Linked DNA regions of Anas platyrhynchos: region 1 is linked to region 2. A link is a contact called in public Hi-C data. All regions are on one chromosome and are shown on one strand. Each heading gives the region's core, a stretch centred on a gene start, on an enhancer-like site or on the middle of the called end of the contact. The rest is flanking DNA. Distances are from core to core; before and after follow the strand shown.

Region 1 (6,571 bases), core at 1,822-4,321, 54 kb before region 2:
GCCATTTATGGAAGCACCCAGAAGGAAACAGAGAAGAACACCATTCAGTAGTGCTGGACCTGGCCAAGACCGAACATGGCACACAGCTACCACTAGACACAACTTCTCTCCAGCTAGAGACAACCTATCTTTAAGAAAGTATAGCTGGAAACTGTGCATGGGACAAGAATACAACCAGGGAAATAAGCAAGTCTTATCTCAGCATCTGAAATAGAAAATATGTAGCAGAGGCCTCCCCAGGCTCAGGAAAGGAATCTCTTCTCAACATGCATGTAACAGAGTATTTATATAACACTTTGCAAATAACTTCCTATAGTAACAATACCAAAGCCATAATTCTGTATTTTCATTGGGTTTAATTACATTTTTATCCATAAGTTGAAAAAAATGATAAGCAGTGAGTGAGGTTATAAAATAACAGTTGCTTATTTTTACTCACTACTTTGGACAGTCAATTGCTTCAATACAAACAAGAAAATCAAATGCAACTTCCCCAAGACCCTTCACAGATCTCTACTTGCTCCATTTCTTTTTTTTCCATTTCTTCATTCAGGTTCATTCCTCCAGCTACTGTTTTCTGTCTATGACCTGAAGAAGCAGCACTTCTGTGGGACATTGCTTTTGTGCGTAGGAAGAGACACGTGCGAGCCAAACACATCAGCCTGACTGCCTTTTTAATGTGGAATGTCCATGTAGTGAATGGAGCTCCGCATCCTTAGTTTTCTGACTCAAAACGTGGAATACCAACTGCCTGGTGGGAACTACATACGACTGCTTGGGAGTGGGTGTAGCACTACACCAGACAGGTTTTGATATGTGCAGTGAATACCATGACACACTTAACAATTTTTCAGCGTAACCTTTTTCTCCTATGAAGCTTTTCATATTGCACCAAATACTTTTTTTAAACTTCCCATCCCACACTAAGTGCACTGTCAAATCCTCAAACTGCTGATGTGCTTTATCTGCTGTCAAAATTTTACTCAAAAGTAAACAAAATATTTTTCATGATAAAAAGACATTCCTGTCATGCACTCAAACACAACATTAAGCCTAAGCTATAATTTCAAACAGGTATAGAGCTGCATTTGACAGATATTTTCAGCATCATCTGATGGCTTCACTTACCTCAGATTTGTAAACTAATAATGAAGTTTTTTATATTAATTTTAATCCAAAATTATTACATGATACAAAAAAAGAAAATAGCAATGGTTGGTTTGGGAGACAGAGAAAGTTAAGAAAAAATAAATGCCTAAGCATTGGCTAAAAAATGTACAATGGTTCAGCCACAACAAACCAGTAAGGCCCTCCCCCCTCCATGCATCTTCCCCTTCCAACACAGAACTGCACATAATTTATGGTTCTCTTGCTAAGATACATTCCATACAGTTTGTTATGTAAATAAAAACAAATTTGGGGTTGTAACAGAAAAGCAAGCACATCAGGTCATCCCAGCTTGCTTCAGACTCAAACTGGAAACTGTAGTAGCTTTAGAAACAGAAATGATGCACATACTCCTCAGGTTCCTCAGTGTCCACAGTAACACGACTTCAGCATGGAATCCCATTACAATCCCTTGGGTATTTCATGATTTACTAAGAGGCAAAACGTACATTTCAGAAACTTATAGGCTCAGCTGAAAACTTATGTCTCTGTTATGGATGATCTCCAGTAGAAAAATCGTGTTCCAAATATAACGTGCAATTACCATCCAGCCACTTACAGTACTTATCTGTGAATCTGAGGAGGGGTTCTTTGTTTATTTTTTTAATCTTAAGACTTTGTAATTACTGTTTTGGCATCCAAGAATTCCAACAGTCAGTGAGGTGCTGCCAAAAGATCTTCTCCTGCAAGGTGCCATGCACCCCCCTTTCCAAGAAAATCAGCATTCAACTGCTGGTTCTGGCAACATTTCACATTATCTTTGCTGTGCTACGTTTCCTCCACGCCTCAGATCCTTACATGTAAAAATCAGAATAAAAGTCCTGCCCTCAAAGGGTGATTGGAAAACCATAGCTGAATGGTAGCATCTAGGAGGAGAGGTCCAAAAAATCTATGTGCTAGCTCCTGCTTGAGGTGGGGAAGGAGGTTATATATATATAAGTATATATTATGTGTGTGTGTGTGTGTGTGTAGATAAACATTGGCTTGCAGTAACTACCCATCTCTTGTAAGCTACAGGGTTCAGAGAACTGGAAACTCCTTCTGCAGAACCCATGGCAAGTGCTTTACAGAATTACAGCATCTGGAATGAAGCAAGCACATGGCAGCAGCGGCACTGGTTGTGCTTACCTTTCAAGATATTATTTGTGGATTCACCTGATTTACTTCTAAACCGCATAGACTGCAAATGGGACCTTAGAAGACTTTATTAAAAAAAAAAAAAAAAAAAGGAAAAAATAATGTGAGTATAAAAAAAAAAATAAAAAGCACTGCTGATTTCAGAAGGGACAGAACATCCCAAAATGCATTCTTGGTATTACAGCCCTGCACATGTGACTCCCCAGTGCATGTGAAAGGTAACTGAAATATAATAACATTGCAGGATTTCTTACAGAGCCGTGTCTGTATTCAATAAGACATTCTGCTGTTTCAGTGCCACATCATCTCACCGAAATAGCACAAAACTATAATATTCACCAAAGTAAACAGCAGAACTAAGTGCAAGGAAGAAAAGCAGAAGTGAAATCTTGTTGGGGCTCCTTCCCTGGCAGAAAGGCAACTTTCTACTCTTCCTTCCAGGGGTCTGTCGTTGCTGTTTTGCACTCACGTTGTTTTCCTTTCCTGTCGTTTGTTGGCTTCATTTCCTAGGTGTGTGTCTAAATGAGGGAGAGGGAGCGTGTTTGTGTGTGCATGTAGCATGTTTACAAGAGTTATGGTAGCTGTTCTCAGCAGTCCACCGAGAATTCTAGGAAACGGCCCCTGTTATTTTATTCTAGGTCAATGTCAGCTCATGTCAGGCAGGAAAGATCACACAGGACAGCTCGCTCAATCGCGCAGTCCTGGACGGAGGCCTCAATGGGAGAGAGAAAGCAAGCAAGCTGCGAGTGGGCGGAGTGCCTTCCCAGCACTCTACCAACCACCGCACAAGGAATTATGATAAACACCACTCTGGAAACCAGATACAACAGTACATTGTGTTCTTCTTCTGAAAAACAACCAGACTTCTGCTCACTTAAAGTAAACAGTTAATCCTGTTTATCTTTTTTTTTTTTTTCTTGATGAGTTGTTAACAGAACAATCTCTTCTGCAAAGCAAGTAAGAGGTTCATCCCTTAAATTCATACTCATTTTCTCTTCCTTCAAGAAAAAAAAAATCAATACGTAAACTTTCTACTATCGGCAAACAGTGTGGAATAACAATCTTTCTTGGCTTAAACTGACTTAACAAAGCGATGCCAAAACTGAATGAAACCTTTCCCTCACTTACATATTTTATTTTGGAAAACCGAAGTCCCAAACAGAGAGTTCTATTCATCTCATTTAACTATTCCTTTTCCAATGAGAACAAGCAAAACTGATAAAACATATAAATTAATCAGGATGTGTGGTGCCCTTGCAGCCTGAGCAAACAGTGCATTGTATGCACAGATCAGCTATGACCATGGGGGTGTTCTCAGGTTTTCTCTGCAAGCCAAAAAAAAAAAAGAGAATTCAGAGTAAATGCCTGCAGATGAAGTAATAATTTTTGTTGTTGTTTTCAAAATATATGCTTACTGTGCAAATTCATGATGTCTCTGACTTTCAGTATTAAAACTGATTAATTAGAAAAGCACATGGAAGTGATTATCTTGTTTTGTTGAAGTCTCCACACTATACCTCTTAACTACTTCTTACTGGAGAGTCCAGCTGAGTCCACTGAAAGCTACCAGCTTTTCCAAGGGGAATTCTAATTTTTAGCACTTAGGAATTTAAATAGTTCTGAAAGTCAATAACGAGAGTGTGCTTAACATCCCCAGTCAGTAAAAGCTTGTTGATTTAGCTATTTATAATCATAAAAATACGTGATTTGCAAAACTTAAAAAGGAGAAGGAAAATATTCCCAGTTTATTTTTACCCATCTTGCAAGCTCCGGATCTAAGATTCTGGGTTTTCTGTGCAACAGATGTCAGCCAGTGCAAAAAGGTAAATTCAGGTCTGGGAAGGTAACAAAATGAAAGTCTTGTTTTCATATATATATATTGAATATTTTACATGTAAAACTTTTGTATTTTTACATTTGTTTGTTTGTTTTTCCCTTGAGATTCATTTTTTTTTCACTCTTTTGCAACAATTGCTGAATTTGCTCAGCCCGGGGGATCTAAGTGACAGAACAGGTCTCTGAAGTGCCAGAACAGGACAAAGCAGTGCTATTTCCCTTTACAGAAACCGAGCTCTGGAGGCAGCCAGCAGCAGGCCAGGGCCAGAAGCTAAACTCAACAGAAGCCCCCGAGGAGCAGCCCGGGGACTGCTCCCCCCAGCCCGGCGCTCAGCCCAGCTAGGACTGGAAGAGCCTGTACTGGGAGGCCAAGAGCTGCTGAATGCTTCATATTGCTCCAAGAGCCCCTGCCTCCCCCTCACGCCTGCCTGGGAAGAGCACTGTTGCTCCTTCAGATTGGATTTAGCCCACCCGATTCCTCCCAAAATCGACGGATGGCCCACAGTGCTGGGAAGGGCCCAGCAGCCCTGAGCAGAGCAGCCCTGGGCGGCGGGGAGAAGCAACGTGCTTTGATGAAACTCCTCTCCAGGAGAGCCTGAGGAGAACATGGTGTTATCTGCTTGTTAGAGAAACTCTTGTGCCCGGGAGAAGCAAGCGGTACCTCTGAATGATTTAGGGTGGTGTTATAACCCACATATGAAAGAGGACTCCCTTCGGCTGGCCACCACTACGGCCTAGGTCAACTGAGAGGGATGTGGACAAGAGGTGAATTGATGGGAGACCATTAGGAGATGAAGCAACAGCAGGAGGAAAGTGGGGAAGGTGAAGAAAACAAAGAGGAAATGTGCTCTGGTATTACCTCTTTCCCACTTCCTTTCTTACACCTTGCTGTTCTCCATATCTCTAGTAGTTAGAGATTAGGAGAAAAAATGCTGGTCTGTGGCAACACCAGTATAATCCCAGGGATGCACTGTGAGCGTTACTGATGGAGTGTTTTCCCAGACACATTTGGATTTATCTTTTTTTTTTTTTTAATCAGAAATTAAGGACACAACGATCACTGCTGTACAGGAAGTGCAGATGTCAACAGTTTTCCAATGTGAAAATAAAAAAAAATAAAATCGTTACCCTTCTAAGCTTCCATTTGAACTTGTCAAAATGAGAAAACTCCTTTTTCACTGTAGGTCAAGTAAAGCTTTATAAATTACTTTTAAACAAGCAGCAGGTTTGGGCCGTGATCCAAAACTCACTCAAATTAACATTTCTGCATTTGATTTCAATAAACTTCATTTCGTGTTGTGTAGCAGGTGGAAAAAACACCTGGGCAGCACCAGTAACATTCCTCCACCTTGATTTCACTCAACCATTTATGCAAATTCCATGTTTCTCTTTTAAAACCACCTGAACTGAACACCAATCAGGGATCAAACACTGAAATGATTTCTATACACATCACATTTCCAATTTCCTATGACTTCAAAGAATCACTTTTAGCAGGATCAGAACCTGGAGCACAGCACAATACAGGCGAAGAGAATCTCTTATTTCTTTCATTGCTTTGGCTATCTTCAGATGTGCATGGAGATTTAAAATACTCTGTGTTCTAGTGAGAAATGTCCTACAAACAAAGAAACAAAACCCCTCTGTTACAGCACCTTAGTCACAATTATCGTCTACAGATGATAGTCTCTGCTTTATTTCTCATGCATGTGGAACATTATTTTACTGCAATGACATAATCAGTCATTACACTGGATTTAAATAATAACTCTAGTGAATTACTGAGACACAATGTGCTTGGTATACCTGATTCCAATTTTCCCTCACCACTATAAAAAAAAAATAGCCCTGAAAATAAGAATCTGTTCAAATATCAGTAGAGCACAGCTTGTTCACACCACATGTATTCCAGGAGAGAGAAAAAAAGACGACCAAATCTAATCAAAACTACAGGAAGAGTTTAGAGAGACAAAAGATAACCATGTAAATTAGAACTGGATTAGGGCCCTTACTAAATCTACCTATTCATGCCAAAAGAGGTGGTTTAATATTCTGTGGTTACGATTCTGGTTTTGTGTCTTATCCAAAAGAATATCAACAATAGCACATTGTTCTCCTACCACGTTGCTGATGTTGCAGCCTCTGATTTGATTCAGCACAGGCTTGAAGGGAGAGTAACAGCCACAGAAGCACTGCTTCCCTTGCCACTGCATTTTCCTTAGATGTCACCCATTCCGGGCCAGCAGGAGATGTAACATCACAACCCAGATAACAAGATACCTTTTGTGTTTAAGAAGTGTGGTTTCCTGTTGATAGATAGCATTTTGTATTGTCACATTCGTTGTCTCATCCTTTTTCCTGTCACACATTCCTTCCCTAATTGAGACTTCACTATACTGCACTGAGCAAGCATTAAGACAGGCACAATGAC
Region 2 (7,378 bases), core at 1,265-3,764:
TGACAAAAATCAGAAGTTCAGGATTTGAAATGTGACTATTGCAATAATTTCTCTTCATTTTTGATCCTACTACATTTGTAAGACCAGAACTTTAAGCCACCCACAAAACAACAGATGCCTGTTTTGTGTAGGGCTTCAGGGTAATGGCTCCAGCTTCTCACTAACATTCAGCACAAGAGTGTCTGGTTCTTGAAACCAGGAGGGATTACTATTTAGGTCCACACCATTACAGTAATTGGAAGTATTTGTTCACACAATTCCATCTTAGTTTTGAACCTGCAGCTTTTATAGAAGTAATCATAGAGAAAGAGATGGAGGAACAAAGCAAAACGTGGTGCTTTCCCCATAGCCAGCTCGTACTCTCGGAAGTGTTCATTCTTGAGCCCTCTCAGTTCAGAGAAAAGATAAGTCACAAAGATGGGTTTAAGTCTAAGTCTTAAGCCAGACACATCAAAGGGAAAATTACCATTAGTACAACATAAGTCATATTCTAGTAATTAAGGGCCAGTATAGAGCTTAAAGAGCATTACAGCTCCACCTTTATCAAACTATTACCTCTGCTATGTATTATCAACATAGCAAAAGACTTAATCGCCCAGACACTCTGCCAACTCACTCTTCCCCGTAGAAACAAAACACACAAATCTATCTAAAAGGCCAATTTTCAACAGAAATGTACTGAAACTCCAAACTATAGGTGTAAGTTGCCGCGTAGTTTCACATCCCGCTAACGGCATGTTTATATGGCTTCCATGAGCCTGCTGGTATCAGCGTGCCTTGGAGCGTGCACATATAGGGACAGAAACACCAGTCCCCTCCTTCCCAGCCTTCACGAGAGACGCCTTACTCGGTTCATAGCTTTCTTGTTTGTTTGTACACGTACGTGGGTGTATTGGCTTTTATCAGACAAAGAAAGTGCACAAGGAAACTGAGGTAAAGCTAAACTGAAATAGACTTTCACATTTAGGACTCAAAATACTTATTAGCTCCATGCTTTCACTTAACTCACTGGCATACAAAATCAGGCAGTGCAGCTCAGGAACCGCATTTCCAAATTGCCACCATCTTGTACCATGGCCATTCATTTTGCACCGCTGTTTTAACAAAGTAATGGATAACTTAACTCCAAGACCAAGGGGCTGTTTTAAGCTAGTCCTGCAGACCTGGAGAGGGAAATCACATTTACTGTAGATTCAAAAGAGAAAGGAGAACATCAGTGACTTCTCAGAACCTCTACTAAATGGATTTGTCCAACCAATTGAATGTTTTTCTGAGCACATAGCTTCAGTCCTCAGAATAACGACCTACTGTTATAAAACCTGGAAACTCAGCATGCTTAGCTCGATTTCTAAGAGTGCAGGATGTCTCCTTTCCTGACTTTTTTTTAATTTATTTAATAAAATTAAAACTGTTACTGCATCAGCATGTCATGGTAACTGACTGAAAACAATATCTAGTTCTTAAATAGTATCCTTCTCTTGGAGATCTTTGAGAATTACACAAAAATTACAAGGCTCACACAGCAGTTTTAATAAATAGGTGTCTTGTGATTCCTGATTGAGTTAAGGTATTTTTCCCCTCATCTCAGGCAATCAGAAATGAAGGGAGAGGATGGCAACTTGTCTAAAGCGACCCAGCAGAGGAAGCTCTGGCTCACACTACAAGATGTTAGCTACACCAGTTAAAGGTGCTCCCACCCTCACACTGTGGTCTACCCCCACCTCTCATTTATCAGCTTAAGTCTGTGGGTTGTGCTGCAAAACCAGATCAAGGTCTCACCCAACTTGAAAAACAAAGCAAACTAACCCCCCCTGCCTTCAAAAAAAATGAGCATTTGATAGTTGGACCAGCCACCTTTGGCAGAGCCCCTGGTAGAAGCAGACTGGGCCATGTCACAGGAACACGCGGGACAGCCGGGGTGAAGGTGTGCCACGGGCCTTGACCACGGGTGCCAGAGCTCCTGGTACCATCCCCTACCTTACACTCTTTGCTGCCTTAAAAAAACATGCAAATTATAATCAAAACCCAGCTTCCAAGGGCAATGAGGTCTTCAGCACTAATACTGACTGTGACTTGCTGCAGCACAGTTGTGGTAGGCAGCCAGGAACTGCCCAAGGGTGTGAAAGCTGCTTCCAAAATCGTTTTTTTAATGTAACCTAGTTCCTGTAAAAACTGAAGCACCAAAATGGTTCAAATCCTAAGTTAACAGAAGTAAAAGAAAAATCTAAAACACTAAAGACTGCGATTTAAATACCTTTCTCAAAGTGTGGTACCTAACCTCGTTGCAGCTTAAGTCATTTATAATGTACCCAGAGTTGACCTTAGCTTTCTCACAGTGAGAATTTACACTCTTTAAGATAGGGCTCTTTATAGGGAGGCCCCTTATTACACTTGGGGCAGTGCTCTGCACCTTTCAGAAACTGCCTTCAGGCGCCCTGTGGCAGACAAGCAAGCTGCGTGCCTTTATGCTAGGGTGAAAAGTGAGTAATCACTGTACGAGCCTCTTAACAGATCATGTTCAGGGTCTTCAGGGGAAGAAAAATAAAAAGACAACAGAAACCTTTGACACAGAATTGACGTCACTTCTGATAGCAGTGTTTTGACACCAGCCTAGCAGAGACATGTAAGTGGGGCCGTGCTGTTTGCTCTACGGATCGCAGTTTCTTGCAGGTAGCTGGTGGAGAACCAGCTGGTTACAGGTCTGTGAGGCAGAATAACAACAGTCTCAATCACAATATGGAGCACTGACAGCAAAGCTGGAGACGGAAAGAAGAGAAATAACACACTTCAAACCACAAAAAGAATAAAGTAGGTGAAACTTACCACTGCCAGCGTGCTACAGAAGCGTAAGGGGACGGTGCTGCCTATAGAAATGCTTCTCCACTCCTCTGCCACAGGAGGCAGGAAAAACAGCTGGCAAGGTACCCAGGAATCAAGATGCTAATTCACAAAGAGTAAAATAATACACAACTGAAACTGACAGCATCTGTACAAAACTGATTCAGCTTGTCGCTGAGATGCTCCATGAAACCATCTGCAGAGCGTTGCATGCTGGCAGAGCCCTTGACCTGCATCCACACACGCAGGACATGGGTGTTTTACACAGTTCACTTTATTCCTTTGTTTTAAAGAGTTCTGTGGGTTTTGTTTGTTTGTTTGTTTTGACTTCATTTTTTTGAAGCAAATAAAAAACAAATGCAAGGAGGTCAACTGAACTCACAAGGCAGGAAGTTACTAAGTTGTTTTGTTTTTTTTTTTTGGCTAAGCTTTTAGGCCAGTGACTTCCCCAGAATTACCACCAGTACATCTCTGCTAATGGTTGAGATAGAAGCATGGCCACCAGGGCTTTTAAGCATTAATTTCTAGAATAAAAGCTGAGTCCTGCCCTTATTATATGCTTCACCACTGCTAATGTAAACAGCGCTGACCTACCGATTGATGGCAAATCCTAAGCTTTCCAAGTGGAGACAAAACCTCACAAAAACTCCTTTCATTACGGGAAGGCAGAGTGGTCAGAAATCAGTGTGGACTGGCAAGATACATTGTCTGGATCGCAGATAGATCAAAGTAGCTGAAGTTCTTCATGTCATCTAAAACCTGAGCTTTGCAGGAGATCTTTGGCACACACACCTCTGAGTCAGCAAATCGCCTTCATTTGACTTTCCAAAGTGTTAGGGTTTATCTGATGATAAATCCTCCTTTTTACTTAACACAAGGAATTAAGAAGCAATTACATTATATTTACACATTTATAAACTATGGGTTGCCTTTTTCTAAGGGCGCTGGATCCTTTAATCCTTCCTTAATCTAATCAAACAAGTGGGCGACAAATAAAGCACAAAGGGATGTGGCTGCCCAACCACAAAGTTGCAAAGAAACAATCCAAGACTCCGACAAACGATGGAGGACAGGCAAAAAGATCAGCTCCAGTGGGAGCAGAGCAGTACAGGCAGCACAACAAATACTGCTGGCTTATATTCAAAGCTGCAGGGGTATAACTTACATCGCTGCAATGTATTTCCACCACATACAGATATGGGGGTTTAAACACATCCATTTATGATACCACAGTGCCTCAAGCTGTGAGAAGTCTAAAAAAATATGTAGACATTTGGACAAAAAACAGCCTAAACTTATATATCACTGGAATTGATCTAGAAGCGTTTGGTGTTTTTGGAGCCAAACGTTCAATAAATGCTGAAAAAAAGTCCAAAATGTTTGTTGGGGGAAAAATACCACTTCCTCAGTAATATGAGGAAAAAAAGACCAAGCTGAGAAAACTCTTAACTTGCTTCATATTGCAAATGTCTCACTTTTGGATACTGACAGTTCATTACACAAACCTTTACAACAGTTTACCAGAAGCACTTACTAAGCTTCAAGCCTCAGAGAAAAGATAGAAGGATGGGTTTTCCTTCCAGGTGAATGAATAAACCCCAGCATTGCACAGATGACAAGTGAAATACCACATTCCTATTGCAGAGCTTTAGTGGGAGTAGGCAAGTTGGGTATGTGGTGCTGTGTCACCAGAGGGATTTCTGTTTGGGAGAAGCTGGAGCTGGGTTTCCCAGAAGTGTCAGCCAGGAGCATCAGGACTGGGCAAAGCCCCACCTCTCCCCGAGCAAGCACCCTTGGCAAGTATTAGCCCTATATTACGCATTGCTTAACTTGCAGAGGAGTTCAGATTCTTTTTCCCCCCTTAGCAGAAAGTTTACTTGCCTAGACCAAACCCACATACGGAAAAAAAGAGCTCTGACAGCAGCCATTTCTGAGTTTTTCTCCCGAAAACGTGTATACTTCACATTTTATTTTTCCAGACAAAGCTGGAGACAGCAGACCAAGCTGATGCACAACACTCTGTAAATCAGACAGGTTTATCTTTACTTGCGGTTGGGTCAACTACCAAGGTTTAAATTATTTCTTCATCCAAGTGTCATCCAGTCACCAGCTTTGAACTTCGTAGTTCACAACCACGATGTGAAAAAGGGAGCTTCCACCACAGGAACAGTGAAAAATCCAGTGAGAGAAAACATTGTTAGGCATTTGCTTGGCTGGTAGCAGGCATGAGGAACTTTAATCAGACAACAGATAAGTATTCGCTTTTAAAAATTTCAATGACAAATGAATATAAACACGGCGTCAGTGTTATAATCCTTGATCATGTAGGATTCCCAGAAATGTGGTGGTGTTTTGCTTTAACGGTAACCATAAAACAAACAAAAATTCCAAGATTCTGCGATCAGCCTACACAGGCTTCTTCTCCACTATATTTTACCATTTTGTGATTAAATCTTTCCCTCTCAGTCTCGATCTTTGCAATAAACTTTTATTTCTCCTTAAACTCAGATACAGTTTCCCAAGCACAAGATAAAAATTCAGCTTTCCAACAACCAGAAAGAAAATCTGTCTGTTGTAATACAACCCACTAAGTCACTTACTTCAAAGTATACGACCACAAGGAGAAGCAAAGTGATTACATTTCTTTATTCTCTGCTTAGCTGTTATGAAGTGGAGAAACTCATGTTTTCTTCACTGAAGTTTTAACACTTGGGCAGAAAACAAACACATTTTTGTGTGCAAAAGGAACACTTCACTTCTAAATAAAGAAACGGTGAAAATTATTTATGGTCTCTGTTTTACCTAGACTCTAGTAACTAGAGTGCTGAGTCATAAATTAAGCTGGAGCTCTGACCTTTAAAGAACAACTGAGATCATAATAAACACGTCTCAGATTTTCAGTTGAGTCCAAGCAGACAGAAGCCCCACGTCTCTTTGATATGTCTGAGGAGATGCAGGTTCTTAAGGTACACATCAAATGATTAGCAAAGTTAAAAAAAAATAAAAATCCCTCTGAGTTTTCACTTTCCCCGCCTTATATATATGCATGGGTAATTTTCTAGGTTGGAGTGAAAACCACCACAAACATGCAAAACAACTGAAGAGTAGATCAGACAGTACAATAGTTACTTGTAGCCATGCAAGACCTAGAATTCATCATTTTTTGTTTTGGAAACTAGAAAGATTTCTTACCCAGAAGCAATCATTTTAATTATGTATGTCCCCTGAAGGTATGCTTGAACATTAAAAAAAATATGAGGGCAGAAAAGTTGGGAATTTTCTCATTATGTGTCATACTGCTGGGTTTTGTTTTGTTTTGAGCTGTTATCTCCATTTTCCCTCAGCCCAAACTAATCTAACCTCTTTCTCTGTAAGTCCTTCAAACTCATTATGGACCTCCTAAGGTCTGAGTGCTTGACCAAGTGCTATATCTACACAGGGGTTCAATATACTTATACAGGGACCTGAGTTCATTCATGCCTTTCAAGCCCTTAGCTATCAACATGGAGTTGTGTTTCTTTGCTTTTACCAATGTAGCTACCCAATGTTGCTTTTCATTCCTGAGCAAGGAATTTATTCCTTGAGTGCAATTTATTCCTGAGCAAGGTAGACTACAAGCTACAGTCTTTATCAGTGTAAAGCTGCTATACTACTAAGCAACATATTTGATAATCAGGCCACTGCTAAGCAATGTTAAGAGGTTGCTGCTCCACCTGTGTGTCAGCAAGTCTCAATTGCTTATGGTCAACTCTCAGTTAGAAGGATATAAGCAAATTCAGAAAAGAAGATAAAGATGTTCTCTTGAAACCCTTTCCACATCCAGAAAAACTCTTCAGTGTGGACAAATGCAGGCAGCTGGATGATTCAGCTGAGCATATCTAACAGCTGGCTAACCCTCAGAAGAGGGCCCAGCCCTGCTCCCCACATGTCTGTGGGGCAGCTTCAGTGAACTAACCCAGGAAAACACCAGCGGATGGTAACTGGTGGGTGCTGGAGAGTCCTGGGCAGCAGCAGGGGCTCTTTGCTCAGGAACAGCAGTGAAACAGCACCATGACAGAAGCCAGTTTGAAAGAAAAAAAAAAAAAGTGTCCAAGCAGATGTCACAGCATAAGACAAACATCAGCGTAGCTGAGTTTAGGTGCTTTTCATTGCCTTTTCCACCTAGCAAAATCATCAGCTGGACTGTACGACTCCCAGGAATACAGATCCTCCTTCCAGACAGGAATGATAGTGATTATCAAATGCTTCAGGCTTTAAGAGTAACAAAACCAGCAACAAAACAATAAACATCAAACGCTGTCGCAGCTCTGTGTCTTACTAAGTACGAGCCGTGTTATTTGCGTTATGCAATTCGGTTATAAAGCACTTTCACTCTTGCCTGTAAATCAGAACCGTCCGTGTTAGATCTGTGCAGGCTGAAACGCCTCTCAATGGCTTTAGCAAATTCAGCAAAAAGGTTTGCTGTCGTATCACGTGTGGAGCCATGCGCTGGCCCTGGCACAGTATGTAAATGAACTCACTCACCTCCTTGGGTTTTCCC

Evidence for each region. A called contact is a pair of places that touch in the nucleus more often than the background predicts.
Region 1: a contact with region 2 is called in a Hi-C map of F5 follicle, with 2.1 times the contacts expected there. The contact joins two enhancer-like sites. A contact is called at or near these places in 3 of 8 Hi-C or Micro-C datasets (F5 follicle, skeletal muscle and small yellow follicle).

What each region holds. Positions count from the first base shown.
Region 1 is chr2:46,258,996-46,265,566 of IASCAAS_PekinDuck_T2T, reverse strand. The region is part of intron 10 of SPIDR (scaffold protein involved in DNA repair); the gene reads right to left. Among named protein-coding and RNA genes, the nearest start is that of CEBPD, 39 kb to the left of the region's middle. Within about 2 kb of position 3,071, at least 5 of the 8 cell types and tissues checked have an H3K27ac peak or open chromatin away from gene starts, as enhancers often do. A contact at or near this core is called in F5 follicle and small yellow follicle, where this site is marked.
Region 2 is chr2:46,203,782-46,211,159 of IASCAAS_PekinDuck_T2T, reverse strand. The region is part of intron 8 of SPIDR (scaffold protein involved in DNA repair); the gene reads right to left. Among named protein-coding and RNA genes, the nearest start is that of CEBPD, 94 kb to the left of the region's middle. Within about 2 kb of position 2,514, at least 5 of the 8 cell types and tissues checked have an H3K27ac peak or open chromatin away from gene starts, as enhancers often do. A contact at or near this core is called in F5 follicle and small yellow follicle, where this site is marked.